Linked DNA regions of Sus scrofa: regions 2 and 3 are each linked to region 1. Evidence: chromatin contacts called from public Hi-C data. All regions are on one chromosome and are shown on one strand. The core of a region is the stretch at or near the end of the contact, and the rest is flanking DNA. Distances in the headings are between cores, read along the strand shown.

Region 1 (4,153 bases), core at 505-3,004:
GTACCATTTCCTACTAAAATCTGAGAATCATCCCCCGCTCAAAAACATAAAGCATTTTCCCTTTTAACACTTAAATTTTTCTTGATATGTAATTACCTCCCCCTCCCCCAAAAAAGCGGAGGCAGAAAGAATTACCTTAAGAATGCATGAATTTGTACTGGAAAAACGCACAGGTTAAATTAAATTTTTTAAATTCCTTAAATTGCTGGACTTTAATTTTTTACATATGGTTAAACAGTATAAAATCACAATCTTGTGATAGTTAGGTGCTAGTCTTACTCGTGTCAAGGTAAAAACTCAACATTTCTGAACAGCTCTTTATTGGGAAAGTACCTCTGTGACTAAAAGAAATGATTACAGAAACTATGCCTAAAGTAAACTGCTTTCTCTTAATCAGATAAAGAACTACACATATTTTTTATCAGCAGAAAGGAATGATGAAGAAAAGCAGTTACGGATATTCTAATTTGGCTTGACAAAAACCAACTCTCTAAGTTATGTCAATCTGGAGTCTCTTCAGCAAAACCTAACATGTACTTACACATGGGATAGACATAGCCTAGAAAGAGATATTAAAAAAAAAAAAAAAAAAAAAAAAAAGCACGGACTAACCCTTTGTGATTTATAATGTGAAAAACTAAACAACAAAAACATACATGGAGAAAGAAGGCAGTCTTAGTTCACTTCTGGAAAGAACGTGCCTTACCTTGTTTAATACGTTGCTTACTTCACTAGCAAAATCTCTTGAACATACTTCTAAGTGAAAAATTTTGCCACAGTTTGATACACATGCTCCTAGAAGCTAAAAGCATAAAATCAGAAGTTAAGAGGGCTCAATTTCGGCAGACAATTTTGCAGTAGATCTGAAAAATGTTTCACTCACAGTCAGAGCCTGCATAGCAACGTGAGGGTCTTTGTGGTTCACCCTCCTCATAACAGAGCGAAGACAATCTTTAGGTCTAAAAAAACAAGAAATGTAACAATTAGTAGTACATTCCACCTTTTTCCCCCCTTAACTATAAAAAGCAAAAGACTGTTACACAAAAAGGAGAATATGGGAAAGAAGTTTACTTTTTTACTAATGACGCAATTTAAAAACTGTACATTCAAAAGTTCCTTTACACTTTTCAAACAAAATTAACAGGCTCTCTTCCTTAGTAATCACAGATTAGGCATTCTGGGCTAATTCTGGGTGGAAAGTTTTGAAAACAAAACGACAGACCAAGATTTCTACTTCCAGTCATGATGGAATAAGTGGAACCAGATTTAAACTCCTGTTGTAAGCTATTAGAAAACTGGAAAAATATATTTAAAACATGTTTGGGACATTAGGCTGCAGGTGGTGCTGAATGATGATGTTTAAGGAAAACAAATTAGATAAACCAGATATTTGCCTCAACTTTCTATCCAGAGGCACTTTCTAGATAATGGAATAGGCCTTCCGCCTAAGGGCAGTTTCTGGATCTCAGGGTAGAGAAGGTGATCCCAAGAAGAGAGAAGAGCCCTCACTGGGTTGAGAGGACAGAATCAGAATCCTCACAGGCTATACGAGCTAGAATTTGCAGGCCACAGAAGGAGCTCTAGGAAAAAAGAGCGCTGGATACCTGCCTAAGGGTCCACTTAGGTTTGGTATGGAAAACAGCACAAGGCTGGGCAGAAAGTGACCGAGAGAGAGCTTTCCATTGAAGGCTTCCCCATGCTCACACCAAAGTGCAGAGCCCCTGCAGCAGGGCATTCAGACCTTGGGAATGGGGCTATGCTAGTCCAAAAGGCTATTCTAAATCCATTCCACAACAGCTTAAAAAACAAGCCATAGAAGGATAAAGTTCATCCAAGTGTAAGTTAACTTCTGACAGAATAAAGTCCAATATTCATTAACAGGAATACAACAAAACCTGGCCGTCAGCAATGTAAGAGTCTTAATAGTAAGCATTCAATCGAAAACTACTGGCTATGACATGAAGCAGCAAAGAGTGAAACATAACTAAGAGAAAAGTCAGTCAAATGGAAATGTACAAATTACATAAGCTATTCTAAGTACGCTCAAGATGTTCATGAAACCATCAACATAACAAAGAAAGAAGTGGTATATATAGAACTCAAAACTTCCAGAAAAGAAAAACATATAAATGAACTAATTACCTAACTAGATGAAATTAATCTGCTGGAAATGGAAGGACATATCTAATAAGGGGTTAATATCCAGAATATTAAAAAAAAAAAAAAGTCCTACATCTTAACAACAAGAAAAAAGAGCAAGCTAACTGAAAAATGGGCAGAGGACTCAAACAGGCATTTCTCCAAAACGGATGTAAAAATGACCCCAAAACACATGAAAAAATGCTCAACATCATTAGGGAAACGCAAAATAAATCATAATGAGATACCACTACACATTAGGATGGTTATTATTTTTAGAAAGAAAGAAAATAGAAAAAAGGAAAATACCAAGCCCTGGGGATGAGGGGAAACTGACATCCTGAGGCATTTTGTTGCTGGTGGTGATGTAAAATGGGGTAACCACCTAGCAAAAGTTTAAGAGTTCCTCAGAATTTTAGACAAAAAGTTACCATATGACCCAGTAATTCCACTCTGATGTATACACCCTCAAGAACTGAAAGCAGGGATTCAAGCAGACATTTGTACACCATGCTCAGAGTAGCATTATTCACAATAGCCATATCGCTATCAATAGATGAAGAGATAAGCAAAATACAGAGGAATATTATTCAGCCTAAAGGAATAAAATTCTGACACATGCTATGACATCAGTGGACCTTGAAAACATACTTGGGGAAAGAAGCCAGACACAAAAGGATAATAAATATTATATGACTACACCTATATGAGGTACTTAAAACAGACAAGTTCATGGAATAGAAGTCACCAGGGACTAAGAGGAGGGGGAAGTGGACAGTGATTATTTCATGTATGAAGAGTTTCCACTCAGGATCATGAAGTTTAGGAAATGGACAGCTGGACACACACATACAAAAGAAAAAACATTATCGAGTGATCTGAACTACAAGAAGCCCTGGAAAAATCGACCAGGAAGAATAATCATTCTAAAATTTTTCTTTAAGAATTGAAAATATAATTACTAAGCACTGCGATAAATAGAAAAAAATCCTTTTTCAATAGAGAAAAATTATAACAAAAAATAGAATTTCTGTTTCTAAGGATGTTTCACTGCCTGTTGGGAAGCTTCCACCTAAAGAGCATGGAGAAAAGAGAAAAAAATAAAAAACCGTATTTATTGAATACCTGTTACATGTCATACATTGAACCTGTGTTTCTGCGGTTCTTATTTTATTAATTTCATATTAAAAGTATCTAACAGCAGCATCATTACACTGCAGAAATAATACACCATAACATTATTATTTAGATGTGGTCTTGTTTGTAACTGGACTCATTTCAGGAGCCTGAATCTGTGATTTCGTGCTAACTGCTGCGGTTGTGAAAAACTATGTTGACAAATACAAAATTATCATTTCAAAGCAATGGCAGAGGCCAAATATAAAAAGGATTACCTGAATACTACATTAAAAAATACTGATCCAAAGACGATTCAGCACCATGAATATGATATTTTAAAAAATAACCCGCAGTACTTGCTTCACCACCAAATTTTAAATACAATTTCTAATGTATTGTCTAATGTATGTCTAATGTATTGCCATTTTCTTTGCTTTTCCTTTTTTTTTTTTTTTTGTCTTTTTAGGACCACATCTGCGGCATATGGAGGCTCCCGGGCTAGGGGTCGGTCGAATCGGAGCTGTAGCCAACGGCCTACACCACAGCCACAATGCCAGATCTGAGCTGTGTCTATGACCTACACCACAGCTCACGGCAACGCCAGCCTCTTAACCCACTGAGCAAGGCCAGGGATCGAACCTGTGTCCTCATGGATACTAGTCAGATTCATTTCCACTGAGCCACAGCAGGGACTCTTTTTTTTTTTCTTTTTTAAGAAAGAAATCTAAACTGTGACTTTTGGAAAGGGGGAGTGGAGAACAGGGCTTTGAAATGCAACTTTCATTTTTTATTTCACTCATTTCTATACTGTTTAAATGTTTTACCACAATCAATTTTAAAAACCAAGGCAAAGACCTGTCTGGCACTAAAAGTTGGCTTACTGCAGTCATAAAAA
Region 2 (4,173 bases), core at 656-3,155, 37 kb after region 1:
ATGATCCGGCGTTGCTGTGAGCTGTGGTGTAGGTTGCAGACGCGGCTCGGATCCCTTGTTGCTGTGGCTCTGGCATAGGCTGGAGGCTACAGCTCCGACTGGACCCCTAGCCTGGGAACCTCCATATGCTGCGGGAGCGGCCCAAGAAATAGCAAAAAGACCAAAAAAAAAAAAAAGAAATGTATCTGAACCCAATGGAAATGTGGGTTCAAAAAGCAATAAGATATAAAAGTGACTGGGTAGTTTGGAAGCTAGATTATACACAACCATGAAAATCAATCAGATCAAGCTGCTGGAAATAAAAGGAGCAAGTATCAAGAAAATGTTTTATCTTAAGCATTTGCCCTGGAAATTAATGTAGTAAGTTACAAAACTGCCTGAGAGCAGCAACCACAACTTCTTCATCACTCTTATGCCACGCAGCAGTGTCCTGTCAAGAGTGTGTGCTAAGTCCTTTTTAAATTAAATGTAACTTCCCAATTATTTATTAACTATTACATATTAATTCACTGAACCACAAACAGTGAATCAATATGTCTTCCCTCTCTTTAGTTTGAGAACGTTGGGATCTCACTTTGAGCTGGGCAGTGTCAGAGGTAGGGCTGAACCCTTTTCTCATCTCAACCCAAACCTTCAAGTTTCAGTGGCATGCAGTAAGCTGGAGTTAAAAAAGCAAAATTCAATTCCTTCTTAATTAAAATAAACAAAGACATTAAAAAAAAAAAAACCTCCCTAAGGTTGCCCTTATTCTTCTTTACTAGAGTAACCAGACTTGGTTCTTAACTTGCTTTCATTCCACACGTGTGTACGTACCAAAGTAGGTCCCAAGGGGATTCAAAGCATTCCAAACTTCTCTCCCTGAAAACTCAAAACTCCTGTAATGATCACCCTCAGATCAGAAAAAATAAAACAAAATAAATACAAAGCTAACCTGTTGAATCGGTATGATCAGTATTTAAAACCAATGATTCAGAAAGCCCCGCCCCCCCCCAAAAGAGCACTTCAAATTCACAACAAATTAGGATTGTCAAAGTTCCAGGTCCTCTTCCACAATTCTTAAAGCACTGAGAGGAAAGCAGCCCAGTGGCTCAGGTCCTCAATTCGGTTTCTGTTGCTGCCAAGTATTCCATTTTCCTCTCTCTTTCCCCCAATACCTTTGAGAGTCTATCCTTAAACAGAAGCTCTCTCCTTCCGTTACAGTCCTAAAACGGATTTTTAAAAATCCTCTAAGGAAGCTAACCTAAAACCTTTGACATACGTCCCGGGAAACACTTTTTTACAGGGCTTATCATCCCACGCTGGCTGAGACTCCCTTGCTTTCAAGTGCGTTCACCCAGAAGCACGGTCCCGGCACCAAATGCTGTACCAGCTGTTCCTCCGCGGCCTCCCACATCCACCTTTCAAGCAGTTTTTTCCAAGCCCACAGCCCCAGCTCAAGGCCCATTTTGCAGGCTCCCTCAGTCTCATTTCTTTCAAAAAGGATGCGCCAAGCCCTCAACCTCCTCCAAACTCGTACAGAAAGAGCCTCTGTAAAGGGGAAGAACTCGGCCCCGGCCCGGGGGGCCCAGAAGGTCCGCGGAGAGCCGGCAGCGTGGGCTCGCGGTCCGCCGAGGGGGTGGGGCTGGGAGCGACCAAAGCACTCACCCACATCCTGATCAAAGGGGTTGGTGGCAAAGAGAGGCATCTCCACTGCGTGCAGAGGTGTCCGCAGGGACTCCCCCTCGACAGCACGGGAGTCAGGCTGGGACGTGGGAAAGGAGACTACTCAGGCAAAAACAGCGACGCAGACGGAGTCCACGGGGACCTCGGCAGCTCCTCCTCTCCCCGACCCCCAATTACCGCGGCGGCGGCGGCGGCGGCGGCGCGGCAAGAGCTGAGAAGCCGCGAAGGCCCCCTGCGCGCGCGGAGCCTGTCGGGAATCTAGGCGCCCTCGGCGCTGCCTGCCCAGAACCTGCCCGGAATCTGCCCCGCCAAAACAGGCCCCATCCCAGCGCCCCTTCCATCCGGCCCCCCTCTTGATTAGCCACGCGAGAGAGGGGCAGTGACACCTGCATTTTCTGCTTTAGCTTTGGCCGGGAGCCTCCGGAGGGCGGGGTCCTCCAGGCGCGCAGAAGCCCACTAGTGAGCCCAGGAGTGAATCAGAGAGTGAGCAGATAGAAAAGGGTCGTGTTTGAGTACAGGGAGAGCCCCTTTTCCCCTCTCTCTGTTGGTTATCATAATTTTGTGATCCTTGTGGAGGAGGATGGAAGTGCCTTCTCTCGGGCGCATCTAAGTAAAAAGGCTGTGAGTTCAGTTCGCTGTCTGCAGTGACCAGAAACTGGCTCAGGTTGAAGTCATGTGAGCGGGAGGGATTGGCCCGAATCCCTAAGAGGGGAGTGTCAGGGCGCGCAGCTCCCTCGCGGAGGCGAGGTAACCCTGGCACCTTCCCGAGAGTCCCCAGACGTCCGCTTCAGAAGCTCTGCCGAAAGCACTTCCAGTTGGGCGTTGGCACCTACTGACTAACTGTGCAGTCACTGTGTGTTTACGATGATTGGAAAACCAGTTGCACAACCCACGGTGGTCTATGATAACCCCCAAAACCGAGCAAAGAAAGAAAGAAAACAAAAAAAAAATGGAGATAGCGATTGATAGGTGATTCTTAATAACTTAAAATATTCAATGATTGTATTGTACGTTTACCTTAAGGATATATCATGTACGAATTTTAAGGAGTATCTTCTAGAGATCTTTACATCCCACTTGGAACATCTTACATGCATCTTGCATGTAAATTGGAATTATGTTAATGTATCAAAATTAGAGCACTTCCAAATGTAGCATATAAACGTTTACAACATGTCAGTAACAGGGATTAGTATTGTGGTATACGAAAAGAGTGCTTACAAAAATTTATTAAGAATGAAATCTCATTTCTAAGAGTGAAAAACGCAGATTAAAGTAGCATTTAGGTACGTTTTTGTCATTCAAAATGAAAAAGGATCATGGATGTGGAGAACTGTACACTTTGGTTGATGAAATTATTAGTGTCCCTAAGAGAAATATTTGAAAGTACGTAACACAAGCTTTTAAAAATGTGAATAGCTGTGGACCCAACAATTCTACTTTCTGGGATTTATCCTAAAAGCATTCGTTAAGAACATGATCAAAGATGTTTGTGAAACATTGTTTATAATGTCAAAGCATGGTTAAACACTAAAATGTCCAACATCAAGGGAGTGAACAAATTACTTCACCTCTTGGTGCCTCAGTTTCCTCATCTGTACAAAACAGGAATTAAAAATTGGGTTGTAATGATCCAATGGATGAACACAAATTAAAATACAAAATTAGGTGCCTAACATAGAGTAAACACTAAAAAGTGTAATTGCTTTAACTAGTATTGGTCAAGTAAATTATAGCACAAACAATGTAAAAATTCCCAGCTAATAAAGGTGATAATATATTTACATAGAAAGACATCTAAATATATCTGTTTTTAAAAACAGCTTAAACAACCATATGATTACAAAATACCCCAGATTTTTTAAAGTCTGAAAGGAAATAGGTGAGACTACAATGACCAATGACGTAATCATCTCCGAATGGTAATTATGTTCTTTGTTCATTTTGTTTTTCCGAAGTTTTTAACGAGTCCGTATTTCTTTCAAAAGCAGAAAAATTAACACAATATAAAAATATGCTATGTTAATACCATTGGTTGTTAACATTTTAAGGAGCCAGTATCAATGCTTGCTTGTGTTTCATTATGACAAGTATAGAATTCTTCCAAAACATCACTGTTGATATGTGAAGCAGAGCATTCTGTTTTAAAAACCGGTTCCTGATTACTGGGCTGACAGAGCAGGTAACAACTTGTCTACCTCAAATTCCTGGGCATTAGTGTCTGGGAAACATATCATAATCACCCTGTTTCAGAGCCAGATATTTATAAAAATGTATCTGAATGTTTTGTTTCACTGAATAATCCTTTTGCAGCAATAAGCTAGCAATCAAATCGTTTAAGCTTTAATCATCAAGATGTAAGCATTGGAAATAGTGAAGTAATAACACACCTATTCATCTTGATAGCATTATCCATGTATTCTGACCTATAAGCCTGGTTTTAGCTATTCCAGTCCTTTTTTTATTAATATGATATAAATAATAAACACTTTTAATATTGTTTAACATAAA
Region 3 (3,778 bases), core at 377-2,876, 54 kb after region 1:
CACAAGTCTTGCACATGTTTTGTTAAATTTATCCCTCTATATTTCATGTTTTGGGATCCCGATAAGCATTAGATAGTTTTACATTAAATTCCTACCTTTTCTACAGCATATAAAAGGATTGATTTTTGTTACACTGATCTTGTATCCTGCAACGAGTTCCAGCAGCTTTTCTATGGATTCCTTAGGCTTCTCTAAGAATACAACGTTGTCACTTGCAAATAGTTTTACTGATTTCCCAGCGTGAATGCCTTTAAAAACAGGTCATAGTTTTCATCAAATTTGAACAATTTGCAGCCAGTATTTTTTCCCAGCCACATCTCAGACTTCCCCTCCCCTATTGGAATGTCTTCCGGTCTTCCTCAAAATTATCTAAGATCCCCGGATGGGGCTGGTAGTGCAGCCTAGGGGAGGTGCCCAGAGCCAGGTGCACCAAGTACAACTTTCTTCCTTTTGCTGTGCTCTGGACCCTCTCATTCACCTGGAGATGACTCTCCACACAGAGGAGCTTCCTGGACTCAGGTCCCTGTGGTCTTTGGTTGTGGTCCCTGGCCCCAGGCCAGGCTCAGGTTCCAGGACAACCCAAGAAGCTGATCGCTTCCCTGGCCTGGTGCAGACTTTCCTTCACTGAATCAACGGAGATCCGAGTTGCCACAATCGTGCTAACACACTGATTTGCAGGTGACTCAAACGGTTCCAGGCCTGGAAGTGCTTAAATCTCACAACCCCATGAGGCCGGTTTTTAAATGATCCCGGTAGAGGAAATTGAGGCATAAGAGCGATTTAGTTGCCCGAGCTCAGGCAGCTACTAAGACTGGTGGAGCTTGGAATTTAGGGTTTGAATTTCAGTAATCTGACTCCAGAGCCTGCCTTCTTAACTGTGTGCTTTAAGGGGAAAGAGAAAAGAGCTCTTAGGAAAAGGCATGTATGTTTGGAGGAAGATTGTAGGAAAAAAAAAAAAAAAAGAGAGAGAGCGAGAGAATGGATAACAGTGGGATATCACGTTTCCTGCAAGAAAGCGTCTTCTTAGCCTTATATCTGTCGATTGTCTTTACCTGTTCAAACTTTCCTCCTTCGGTGTCTCGTCATGTCCTGTTTCCTCCAGCTTCCCTCTTATCCGCCCACCCCCCAATCCCGCGCTGCCTAGCACTCAATGCCCTTAGAACACTGGCTCCAGTGCAATCCACGCAGGTGGGACAATTTGATTGCGGGCCCCTCGTCCCCATACATGCCCTACAGGCAGGGAAAATGGTGAAGTGGGCGCTTCTTCCCCAGAACCTCTTAAGAAAGAGTCTTTGGCGGGAAGCTACCACCGTCCCTCTCCACAAACAATCTCTGCAAAGCCTGGGCGGGGCCCGGTCAAGTCCAGGTGTATTTCCACTAAATGCACTAGCAGGGCCCCCGTCGCCAGTGTCGAGAAGCCCCGATGTGTCTAACAGTGGGTTCCGCAGGCTAGCAAGGCGGAGGTTTTCCCGAAAGCGGAAACGGCACTGCAGCCTCCAGATCATACCTAAGGGCTCGCGCCCCCGCGCCCAGGCCCGGCGGCCCGGTCCCCACGCGACGCGCGCTCCCGCAGGCCGTGGGCAGGACCGGGGGCGGAGTGGGCAGGACCCGGGACGGGGGGTCGGGAGGGGCGGGGCGGTGGCCGGGGGCGCCCGCCCCTCCCACTGCGGGCGGCCGGGCTGGCGGCACTGAGCCCCCTGCGCGCGGCACATGGGGCGCCTGACAGAGGCGGCGGCAGCGGGCGGCGGCGCTTCAGAGGCGCGCTCGGCCGGGCCCCCTCCCACTCCCCTGCCCCTGTCGTCCACCTCCCCCGGGTGCGCGGCCACCATGGCGTCCAGCGAGGAGGACGGCGCCAACGGCGGCTCCTCCGAGGCCGGCGAGGAGAGGGAGGCCGCGGGCAAGAGGAGGCGCCTGGGCTTGTTGGCCACCACCTGGCTCACCTTCTACAACATCGCTATGACCGCGGGGTACGTGCGCCCCGAAGGGCCCTCCCCGCGCCGCTGCCCCCCGACATTCCGCGCTCCGGCCGCCGGCGGGGCGGCGTGGGGCGCTGGGCTCCCTGGAGGGGTCGCCTAGCGGGCCGGGGGCGCCTGTGCGCGTGCGTCCAGGGCGGCCGGGTGGTCGCGGTGTAGGAACGGGGAGCGGGTGGCGGCCGTGGGGGAGGGGCGCTGTCGCCTACGCCGCCACCGTCGCCGGGCTTGAATGGAGCGGAGCGGGGCGCGCGGGGGGCGGCGGGGGGGGCCGGGGCCCTGCTTCCCGGGCATTGCCTAATACGGTGCACGGTGTGGCGCGGCGGCCGCGGGGCGCGGGCCGGAGGTTAAGTATAGACCCGGGCAGGAATGCGGGGCCGACTCGCGGGGGAGGCGGCTCGGGCCCGGCCACACCGGGCGCCGCCGCTGCTGCAGCTCCTGGTGCACAAACGCCGGGTCCCGCCACCCCGGAGCCCAAAGCTGCCCGGCCGGTGGCCCAAACCCGCTTCCTCGGCCCCTGGCCTCTGGAGTGAATTTCCTTGTGCTCCCGATCTCTGGGCAGAGTGTTCCTAAAGGTTCATATCATCGCATTTTTTTTTTTTTTAAGTAATAGTGAGCCCGACAGCTTCTTACTTGGGTCGATTTTCAAAAACCCTACCTTATCGGAGCATGGCACTTGTGTCCAGCATCTTGAGGGCTCCATGACAGATAGGCTGTACTTTTATTTCTGGCTTTGAGTGTGACTTACAAGTTAAGGTTACACAATGACTATCACTGCAAAGAGCTCTCACAGTGGCTTGGGTCCACCGCTTTTCAAAACCTGCTTGGGAAAATGCTTTCCGGTGTCTAAATGGCATTGCCGTTTAAAAAAGTTATTTTCCTGTTGTCTCATGAAATTATTATTAACTTGTATAAATGTGGGGGAAGTTAAACTTCTCTAGGGCTTGTAGAAAAAGGTGATTGACAAAGATTTAGTAAATGATTTGACACAGCACTGAATACCTATTTTGTGCTTCATATTAATTATAGTTGGTTAAAAATATTAACATTTATTGGAAATTCTGTGTGCCAGGCACAGGGTCTGTTACTTGAAACGTAAGGGACATTTTTGACCCTCTCCAAACCTCTGAGGGCTGCAGGATATTACAGTTAGTAGAATGGGAAACTGAGGCACAAACACGCTAAGTAGCTTGCTCAAGTTCACACAACCGCAAGAGTGAGACTTGGATTTCAGCGCAGACAGACTGACTCTGGAGCCATACTACTACTTTTTTACACTATTAAATTTCGCGATTTTTAAGAAGTTTTATTGAAGTATAGTTGATTTATAATGTGTTAATTACTGCTGTAGAGCAAAGGGATTCAGTTGTATTATATCCATTCTCTTTCAGATTCTTTTCCAATAAAGATTATCACAGAATATTGATTAGAGAGCCCTGTGCTGTACAACAGATCTTGAAAGAGAAAACTAATATATTCAGAGCTACTGGAGAACCGTTGAAGACACACTGTGTGCTGCAGCCTTTCGATAACCTGGAGGCTGAAAAATTCCCTCTCCTCTCTGCTAATCTCATCCAATTAATAAACACTTGGGGACACCTGCCATTTATTAATGGTCTGCTGTCCCTTTCCTTTCCAGAACACTCTCCCTTTTGAAGGCCAGGTTACCTTTGAAAAAATGAGACTCGATGCATAACTCTGGTTTAAAGCTTTGGGTGACACCCCATTAACCTCCGCTGTAATGGAAGGGATTTTTGGCTGTCTGTCCTTCAAGGCTCTTTGCATTATCTCCCCGATTCCCCTTTCCA

Evidence for each region. Hi-C and Micro-C count contacts between places; a contact is called where the count stands out from the background.
Region 2: a contact with region 1 is called in a Hi-C map of liver, with 2.3 times the contacts expected there. The contact joins the promoter of STAM here to the enhancer-like site in region 1. A contact is called at or near these places in 1 of 5 promoter capture datasets (fetal liver), 9 of 47 Hi-C or Micro-C datasets (alveolar macrophages, embryonic fibroblasts, fetal heart ventricle and 6 more) and 2 of 2 datasets of contacts at active chromatin or transcription factors (alveolar macrophages and skeletal muscle).
Region 3: a Hi-C map of liver shows a contact between it and region 1, with 3 times the contacts expected there. The contact joins the promoter of HACD1 here to the enhancer-like site in region 1. A contact is called at or near these places in 2 of 5 promoter capture datasets (fetal liver and liver), 13 of 47 Hi-C or Micro-C datasets (adipocytes, alveolar macrophages, embryonic fibroblasts and 8 more) and 2 of 2 datasets of contacts at active chromatin or transcription factors (alveolar macrophages and skeletal muscle).

Annotation. Positions count from the first base shown.
Region 1 is chr10:43,981,377-43,985,529 of Sscrofa11.1, reverse strand. It overlaps STAM (signal transducing adapter molecule 1), which reads right to left. Exons shown (of 16, transcript XM_021064813.1): 3 at 884-959; 4 at 707-802. Among named protein-coding and RNA genes, the nearest start is that of STAM, 36 kb to the right of the region's middle. Within about 2 kb of position 1,754, at least 2 of the 83 cell types and tissues checked have an H3K27ac peak or open chromatin away from gene starts, as enhancers often do. A contact at or near this core is called in liver, where this site is marked.
Region 2 is chr10:43,944,722-43,948,894 of Sscrofa11.1, reverse strand. It overlaps STAM (signal transducing adapter molecule 1), which reads right to left and starts at 1,905. Exons shown (of 16, transcript XM_021064813.1): 1 at 1,645-1,905. The coding sequence starts at 1,684.
Region 3 is chr10:43,927,289-43,931,066 of Sscrofa11.1, reverse strand. It overlaps HACD1 (very-long-chain (3R)-3-hydroxyacyl-CoA dehydratase 1), which reads left to right and starts at 1,626. Exons shown (of 7, transcript XM_013980233.2): 1 at 1,626-1,967. The coding sequence starts at 1,711.